2 separate regions of the Siniperca chuatsi genome follow, and region 2 is linked to region 1. The links are chromatin contacts, called in public Hi-C maps. All regions are on one chromosome and are shown on one strand. Each heading gives the region's core, a stretch centred on a gene start, on an enhancer-like site or on the middle of the called end of the contact. The rest is flanking DNA. Distances are from core to core; before and after follow the strand shown.

Evidence for each region. Hi-C and Micro-C count contacts between places; a contact is called where the count stands out from the background.
Region 2: a Hi-C map of an unstated tissue shows a contact between it and region 1, with 2.2 times the contacts expected there. The contact joins two enhancer-like sites. A contact is called at or near these places in 2 of 3 Hi-C or Micro-C datasets (skeletal muscle and an unstated tissue).

Annotation. Positions count from the first base shown.
Region 1 is chrLG21:18,805,682-18,810,461 of ASM2008510v1, forward strand. The region is part of intron 2 of nfixb (nuclear factor I/Xb); the gene reads left to right. Among protein-coding and RNA genes, the nearest start is that of nfixb, 16 kb to the left of the region's middle. Within about 2 kb of position 2,445, the one cell type or tissue checked has an H3K27ac peak away from gene starts, as active enhancers do.
Region 2 is chrLG21:18,883,993-18,888,772 of ASM2008510v1, forward strand. All of the region lies in intron 3 of nfixb (nuclear factor I/Xb), which reads left to right. Among protein-coding and RNA genes, the nearest start is that of rad23aa, 60 kb to the right of the region's middle. Within about 2 kb of position 2,694, the one cell type or tissue checked has an H3K27ac peak away from gene starts, as active enhancers do.

The DNA of each region.
Region 1 (4,780 bases), core at 1,195-3,694:
CAGCATGGAGTGAGAAACAGGACGGCGAGCGATTGCAATGCAGCACTATACCGAGCTTCCATCCAACTTAAATAAGCTCTCCAATCCTCCTTTCTAAAAATAACCATGTACTCCCCGTACTGCTTGACACAGGTAAATTGTCTTATCTTACTCCATTGTTTTGGGTGGGCTGTAGTGGGGACGCCGGGGTTGTTTTTTTTGTTATTGCGCTGCCTCTGTGTATTATTTTACATGTGTTTGTTTGTTGTGTTTGAGCGTCTTTCTGCTCTCTGACTCAGTCTGAAACTTCGCCTCAACTCTCCGACGCTCGTCCCGTCTCGGAGCGCGTTTCCGCCGCAGGAAACGTTCTTGTGCGTTTCCATCGCACATGGTTTTGGAGAGAAAATGGCGCTTCTCCCGAAATGTATTTCATATAAAAAAAAAAAAAAGGAAGGAGGGGAGCCCGCAGGAGGAGGAGAAAGCAGGGCGCAGGGACAGACAGACTGTGGACCGGAGTTCAATATTACTGCTGGAAGATTTTTCCAAGAGTCGAGGCTCGCAAGAGTTTTTGGCCGGTGAGAGGAGTTGCAGGAGAGCAGGGCGCACCGCCGCCTTTAGGGCTGCTTTCATGTGGAGCTGAGACCGGGAAAGGAGGCATTGGAGCTGGCGTGTGTGTGCGTGTGTATGCGCGCGTGTGTGTGTGTGTGTATGTGTGTGTGTGTGTATTATATACTGTGAACAGCGCAGACGTTCTGCATCTTTTGAGATAGGTGTTTTATTGGAGCTCACTTTCTCTCACTTGAATGCAACACGTGCTCACGTGTGTGGTTACAGGTTAACAGGAGACACGGGAACTACATTGATTGTATATTTATACCCCCCCCACCCCCACCCCACCCCTCCCATGGACTGAGTGTAGACAGCAGTGTGCAGTTGCTTGTCATGGCACAGCTCATTTAGACCAACACTACAAAATAAATGTCACTGTTCTTTCATGTAAAATTGCTTCCTCTAACATCTTGCTGCATCTCATCACTTTTGAAACACTAATCTTGCCTTTTCCAAGCTATTCATATAAAAAAAAGTGGTGTTAGGTTTTAGAAAGAATTGCTCCAACATCATATTTAACACAGGCTAGTTTTATTGTCAAGGAAATGATAAGTGTCAGGGAATAACATGAGTGCGGAGTAGCCGTTTGAACTCGTTTTTGTGTGTGTGTGTGTGTGTGTGACAGTGTGTGGTGTCTCTTCAGGTGTGAGGCGTCTATACTAAATGTTGCCTTTTGACCACTTCATGTTTCAACTGTTTTTATTTTATTTGCTTTAGGCGTCCTATTAAAACCTCCATTTAAAATAAAAAACAACATTAATCTTAGCCTTTTGCAACAGAGGGGGAGAGTGAGCTGAGAAAATATAGGCTAACGCTGCTTGCAGAACTTTTTCATGCAGCTTTTTTTTTGCAGCATTTTGGTGCGTGCAGCTTCGTGAAGTGCACCACAGCCGTACAAAAAAAAATGTCCAATTTCACAATGCAAACATCCAGCACGCTTAGCAAACTGTCATTAGTCCTCTCCCCAGCATTTTGCAAAGCAATTTTAAATCCTAAATTTAAAAAAATATATATATATATAACCCTGTAATGTTTCCTTCCAGCACCTTGTTTTTCAGAGAGCCTCTTTTTCCTCCAGCTCTGTACGGTTTTTGAAGGTTTTCCCTTCATTTAACGGCAGCGACCTGCCCAAGTTATACAGCTGCTGGGAGCCTTTACTCTTATAAAGCAGACTTGTTTATCCCTCATTGGCTTCGTCTGACAGCGGACTGCCAGGGTGCGCTTGATGTGTAATTCATTCCTGATTTTTACAGTGGCTTTATTAAAAGACTTTTCCTCCCATCACTTGCCTCTGACGACTGCTACCAGAGGCTGAGGGGATGTTTTCGGCTCCTCTCGTGCGGGCCCAAGTCATGTCTGGTTTCCATTTCAAAACATTAGCAGCTAGGATCATAATGTCGTCCTCTCGTTGACACCAGAAAGGGAAAGCAGATTTTTATTATTTTCCCTTTATTCTCCATTTTATTGAAGAAACCATGATGGGCTCCTTAGTGTGTTGACTTAAGGCTCAGAGGGGTGAAAGTGACTGATTCTATCTTAGAGATGGAGAGAAAATACGAACAGATTGGTAAATCATGATTACAGTCATCACACATATTGCCTATAGATTCGGATATGCTGTGTGCGTAAAATGGCTCACTTGTGGATGTTGTTTAAAATGGCTCTGAGTTGTCCGGCCTGCACTTCCAAACGGGCCTTTAGAGTTGATGACTTTATCTGTAATTGATAATAATAATTAAAAAAAAAAAGTCTTTCACAGCAGATAATCCCTGAACAAAAGAAGCACATATTTAGCTGCATAAATTCCCCTTAATCAAAACGAATTGATTGGCAACAGACGCTCATACAGTGTAATGTAGTGCACATGTTGCACACACTGTAATGGTAACGCGCAGTGTGTCACTGGCTGGGCAGGAAGCGCGTTTGCAGCACGGAAAAGCCCCTCATACTGTTACTTGTCATTATGATTATTATTATTATTTTATTTTGTACCCTTATGTTTGTGTTGTGTAGAGAAGAAACAACTTCCCTCTCCGTGCAAACAGCACCAGCAGTCCTCTCTCTCTCTCTCTCTCTCTCCACACACACACACACACACACACACACACACACACAGACTCACAGCATTCCCTTGCAGCTCCGTCTGCAGACGGAAAGGCACATTTTGTTTATTTAATTGCTGTTAATAATTAAAAATTCGAGCTTGGACCTCGGATATGGCAACGACTGTAAACAATCGAATGAATTATTAACTGTGATAAAAGCCTTGCTGGAGAGAAGCAGCGTGCTGGGATGTGACGGACGGTGCGTAATGGAAGCAAATTACGGGGAGAGACCCTGAGAGGAGTGTGTGTGTGTTTGTGTGTGTGTGTGCTGTGTTAATTCTAGTGTGTGTGTGGTTTTTTTTTTATGCTGATCTAATTTAGGGATAAAATGACATCTATATTTAGGCCTTTTTAATGTAAAACAGATATTACACTTTTGTCAAGAGAAGTGGAAGCCATCCACTGCATTATCTCATATATATATTTTTTTATTTCCCATTCATTCTTAAAAAACACATCTGAAGTCTATAATTGCAATTGTCTGCTGAAATTGCCTTTGACATTATTTTCTCTTGTTATTTTCAATTGATGATTCTATTTATTTTGCTTTTTTTTGTTGTTGTCCGTCTTTGTTGCTTTCTCCAGACCTAGTGTCCGTTCCCTGCAGGCCACAATGACGCAAATCTGCACTTTAAAAAAAGCAGCCTTTTTTTTTTTTTTTTTTTGGTTTCATTGCATTTTTCAATGTGTTCAGTGGTACTATTGTGCAGCTCGTAATGTTGTCATCTCAGATTGTTTTCACTGGTGCGACATTTTAACTTATTCCTTCCCTCTGCCCCCTCTGCCCGCCTGGACGCTGACCCCTGCTCTCCTCGCCTCTTAACACCCTCTCGACACTAAAGTATTACCCTACTCACCTTCTAAACAATGCCTTAGTGGTAAGTCCTATTTAGTCCCTATTTATTAGGTGTATGTGTTTTCATATATTCCATCTTGAGAAAATGTTTTGGGGTTTTTTTTGTGACACTCCTGCAGGGCCTCTCACGCTGACCTGCAGCTGGAATCGTTATAGGCCCGTGCAGGAAAGAGCAGAAACTCTATGAAAAGTTGCATTTCCTCTCTGTGTGTTTTGTAGTTATTGGCAATATGGTCTGACCAGACGACACCTTTTTCCCCCTCCACCCACCCACCCCACCCCGACCTCCCTCCCTCCCTCCTCTCATTGCAATGATGCAGCGCAAACAGACCAAAAAACACACTGGCTGCAGCTCCGACCACTTAGTGTTTTACATCCCAAATATTACCTCTGAGCTAGATCTTAGGAAGGCCAGATGCTTGCCGTGTTAAAAAAAAAAAAAAGTTATACATTCATTTTAAAATACCAGCCTGCATTTGCAATGTGTCCTTTTTTAAATCTTAAATGAAATCAGACTGCATCAGAGTGCAAACTATACCTTTGCGCTGCGCTTTTCCTTTAGGCAGCGAGTTCCTATTTGCTTTGGTGTAGGCAAATTCTCGGACAGTCTATGACAAACGTTTTTTTGTTGTTTTTTTTTTTCGTTGTCTGTCGTCTTTGTCCGTCTCTAACAGCCAGCGGACACCTCTGCTTCGAGGTCACCGTCTCTGCGCACATGACTTATTGCTTTGTCCTCCCTGGCTGAGCTGCGCGGTTTTCTTTATCGGCGCTATATGTTGCTCCAAGAGGATGTATTATATTTTTCTTACGTCACCACCAATCCTTCTCACTCGTTATCAGAGAGCAGTGTTTTCAGTGAAAATATCAAAGCAGTATTTAGAGGGGGCTAGTATGAGCTAGTTTGTTTTATCTGTAAATCTGATTAAATGAATGTAATCAATTCCTGATTTCAGGCATTAACTTTACATTCACACATATTTGGTGAGGTGGCCCTTACACCCCCTCCCACCCCCTCTGCTCCCCTCTCTGTCTCTTCCCAAGGCCTGCAAAATGAGTTGGAACAGCTGTTCAGAGGATTAAAATCTGATGGAACCGCAGTCTGAATAAACAGAAAATGTTGGATTTTTCAGAATTAAAGGCACGCAGTGCACATAGACGAGGCGTGCGCGCGCACCAGTGTACACAGGGACATGCAAACATGCACCTAAAACCTTTGGTGCCATGTCTTCAT
Region 2 (4,780 bases), core at 1,444-3,943, 79 kb after region 1:
TGATAATATTCATATATTTTTACATAAACAATACACTACATATTTTTTGTCTATAATATTGGACCGGGTCTGTTTCTTGTATACAGTACAAAATAAAAATGACAAAGTAGGGCCCGGTCTCTTCAGCAAACTTAGCCTAGTTACAACACAAGTGTTTACTAAGTGGAGATTGAGTTGCACCACAGAAGCTAGTTCTTACGTAGACATTAGATACGCTCCCTTACAGATGTTTCCTAGGACTGATTTACGTGTAACTAAAGTCTTAACTACCTAGACATTTCTTTCCTTTTAGTCTTGGTGCAACCCTAGTTTGAAACCAGCTAGTAGTTACTAAGAACGTCGGAAGGACGAATTTACAATTTTTGCAAGTGTATATATCATTTTTAACGTATCTTGCTCACCTCCGTAGTAATATCTATGGTCATGTGCTCCACCAGGCAGTCACATAAAAACATAAATAATTCTAAGTACTTCAACTTAACTTCAACAAACTGTATGAGTGTGTAAAACATCTTAACCTCCTTTTTTTATGACCTTTCTTTTTCATAACAACCACTCTTTGAATGGACAGTAAAACTCCAAAGCACGTTCATCTGGTCTGCCCGTTAGCGAAAGCTGTATGGATCTATATGTGTGTGTGTGTGTTTACATACCCTATGTTATGGCTATAAATCGCCGTGTATTTTCTCAGTGAAGCTGACAGGAGGCAGACAGTGCAGGCGTGGTGACGGCTGAGACGGAGACCAAACCAAAGATCGGGCTCTGGGGAGCGGGTTTGTTGTGGAGGACTGGGCTTGACTGAAGGCAGGGCCGCCTGTCACATGTTAATCCAAGGAATACACAGGAATTTGTGCGTGCTTACAGTAACATAACATATACACACGCAGTCATGCTTCCTCGCGCACATGGTTTAAACTTGAGATTATTCATGGTTCACACGTACTGCGTGGACAATTGTGCACATGGACACATATGCACATACCATCATCCTTTGTCCACAGAGTGTAATTAGCACAGTCACAGGCATGTGTTTTGATGTGTGGCCACACCTGTTCCTCACCTGAATCCACTCACACATCCCACCGAGGGCCCTCAGGCTCCTCGGGGGCCTCAGGAGAACCCCTGCACACGCACGCACGCGCACTCGCACACGCACACACACACTGCAGGCAGAATGGAAAAAATCACATCATCATCTAAACCGGTTCCCGTTCTCATTTCAGCTGTCCAACCTCCTCCGCTCCACTATCTCTCTTTCTGTCTTCTCATGTCATCTAGCTCATTCTTCTCTTTTCCTTTGCGCTCCATCACTTCACCCCCCCTCGCTATTCTCTCCTTCCTGGTTCCTTCTTTCCCTCTGTTTTTCATAAACTTCTGGCTGAGCCTCGCCAGCGATCCCAGAGGCGTAGTGTGAAACGCTAGACATTTCTGAGCCACTGCCAAACAGATGCAGGCTCCTCTGGTCTGCCCCTCGACTTGAACATCCTCTCCATTTAATACCACAGAGCCATCGGCAGCAGGGCAGCCATTGCACTGACATTTCATCCTTTTACAGAGGAAGAACAGACTGACAGGATTTCCCATTTAAATTAATATACTTAATGGTCATTTTGCCCTGGTTTGTTGTGGAATTTAGCAGGGATGCAATGCATGAAACTGATGTGTTACCATGGCACTGGCCTTATTCGTGTGAACATTTTGGTGGCAGATGTGTAAAACATTTCATTTGCGATTATCAGGCATAGTCAACACGTGCAATAATCACCCATATGTGACAGTCAAAAATGTCTGTATTGAAGTATATACCGAGCGTTAGTCAACTGTGAGCTCGTTTTACAGAAAAGGATTTTGTTACTCTCTTTATGGATACTTGACCTAATTCTGTTTTCTTATTTTACTGCATGAAAAAGAATGTCATCTTTTTTTTCTCCCCCCTCTTTTTCCTGCTTTTCCCTCCATTATTTACTTTCAGTGCATGTCAGTTTTTCAAACAAGGTCAGCTTTTAAAACGCATCACTTCGGCAGGCAGAGGCTGCGCTCGGAGATAATAAGGCTGAGTTCAGTGATGCTTATTGATGAATATGTTTTTTGAACTCGCTAAGTGGATTGGCACCGGTCTAATCTCTTTTCGCCGTGTTGATTTTGATGAGGGGGAGGCAGGAATGTTTTTAAAGCTTTATCTGGGTTAATAAATTAATAGATGGATTGATAGATGGTCGGAATAAATCTCCAATTATCAGCTTGACCGAGGGAGAGCCTGAGTGGAGACATTAAGCTCTCCAACTAGGCTAATCCTGTATGTCTGACATGTATGGACATGCCTTTTGATTCAATTATGCTGTCAATCTGATTGTGTCAGCCCATGAAAACTAGATGTTCCTCATAAATGACACTGCAGCAGCATCTTGCACTCTACTGGTGGTCATATTACCACAGAATAATAAGAATTGTATGCACTGTATTCCTGTAATCGGCTTTCACTCTCAGGCCTGTGGCTGCAGCTGGAGCCTGGGACTCGCCTGAGTGGCTCGTCCCAGTGCCCTGGGCCTGATACTGGGGGAGCATCTGGTGAAGGCAGGAGGCTGGAGCATTAATCAGCTAGCATGTCAGAGACAGGAAGGCCAGGGCAGTTGTTTACTCACCTTATCTGCCTGAGAGATAAAGCCAGCTTTGACACAGATAGCAGCTCGTATGCATGGGCACTTACACAAACACTGGAAGACTCCGCAGCAGTGTGTGTGTGTGTGTGTGTGTGTGTGTGTGTGTGTGTGCGCACATGGAAACAAACCACACAAACACACGACTGTGCTGCGAGCCACTGACCCTTGGGCCGGGTTCATCTGGGGACACAGACTGACAAATGCGGCTGGGCGGTGACTCCCAGACAGCTGGTGGTCAAAGGTTGCCTTTCTATCGGTGCCCTCATTTGGCTGATTGTTTTTTCTCAGGCCTCATCTGCTAGTCTCGATCTCTGTGTCTGTCTGCTCCCTCCTCCTCTTCCTCCCTCTCTCTCTTTCTGTCAGCTGAAGAATAAATCTTCAGTTCATGCTGTAGGTATGCAGATCTGGCTGTTCCCTCCCCAGAAACAGTGATTTTGGACCTCTTTCTGGCTTACTTGGGAAAGCCCCCGCCATCTCAGGAGGATGTATGCAGATCAGCTCCCAAGTTTACTGTAGCATCAGTCGATGTTGAGCCACTGTCGGTGCTTCTGTGTGTGTGTGTGTGTGTTATCCCGGATCTGATTTGTTAGAGCTTTTCACACGGTGTCCTTATTTGACACACCGGTCTGAAAGGTCTAAAGAAGAGCAGCATAGAGTCAAGCACATAAATGAGTCTCTGAGAAGCACACACAGACACAGCAACACACTTACCCCTCCTCCAGCACACACATAGATGCATACGTAGAAACACTGACATGCAGACTTACTCACAAATCATGCCCATCATACGTTATGCCTCCATTGGCATCACCCAGGGAGGATGTGGAGTTTTACGCAGCCATTCATCGCTCCCCTAATTCATTAGTCCAAATGAGCATTTATGCAGAGCACACATTATTTTTACAGGCCTGCTTTATGTGTTTGTGTGGAGTTTTACAACCGTCATAAAACACGTCCTCCAAGCCCCAGATAGATTTGGGAGCATTTATTTGCATAGTTCACAAACCCAAAATAAATCGTTAGCGTTTTCGGGCCCAGGCTGGATCAGACTGAAGGGTGTGATGCAAACAGTGTTGTCTTGTAATTTGAATAATATTTTGTTGATAACATGATGACATCCATTAATGTTGTGAATACTGCCTGTACACTATTCAAATGACATTTGAAGCCTGAAAGTAAAGTCTGGCTTTGAGTGTCATGCAGTCAAAATATACATGCATATACGTGTCTTTGAGCATGCACACAGCATTAAACCTTTAGCTTCACATCTCCTCATGCATAGAATACCATTACTGTAGTGCTACTGTAGTGAAGTTAGTTTATGACTTTCAGCAAATCATATCGTGATGGTATATTATCAATTTCTGTTGTCATTCCAAGCAAGCATCAATAGCCTAGTCATTGAAGTTTTTGATTTACGCATATGAAGAGTTTGGTCTCATTTGATGTGAATGGAATACAGTTCATTGCTTTGGCATGCATTTGCCATATTGTGACATACGTTGATATTGGAAAATATCCTTATTAGTATAATGACAGTGATTTCAAACATATTGTCCAGCTCTACTGCATCTACTGTAAGTACATGTATGTGTATGCCCCCAAGTTCAAGCTGAGTCATCAAAAACGTTTTGACGTTTCACAGGAAGAGAAAAGAGAGGGATTTTGTTTTGACTTTTTTTGACATACATTTGGCATATAACAAGAGAGAACTGAACAGTTAACGCAGGGCGACGAGATTAAAACTTGGAAAAGGTTTTTTTTCATATCACTGTGTCTTTTAAAGTGCATAGTGGATTTTTTTGGCTACTTGGGGGCAGCGCAACAAGCTGGCTAACGTTTTAGCAAAGAATGGCTTATTTACACATTGAGCAGACACGGAGCAACATAAACATTCAGTTGGAGTCGTGTTTCTGGCCACCTGACAAATTTAAGTCCAATATTCTTCCCTTTTAGCTCTGTTTTGATCTCCACCGGAGGGAAATATCTGGCTCTTCAGCTGCTAAATGCTCCACTGTGTTCACCAGCTAGCCGCTAACTGTGTCTGTCTACCATTTGGTGCTAAGCAGGTAGTGTACAGTGGGTTTTTAGAGCGCTTTTTTTTTTTTTTTTTTTTTTTT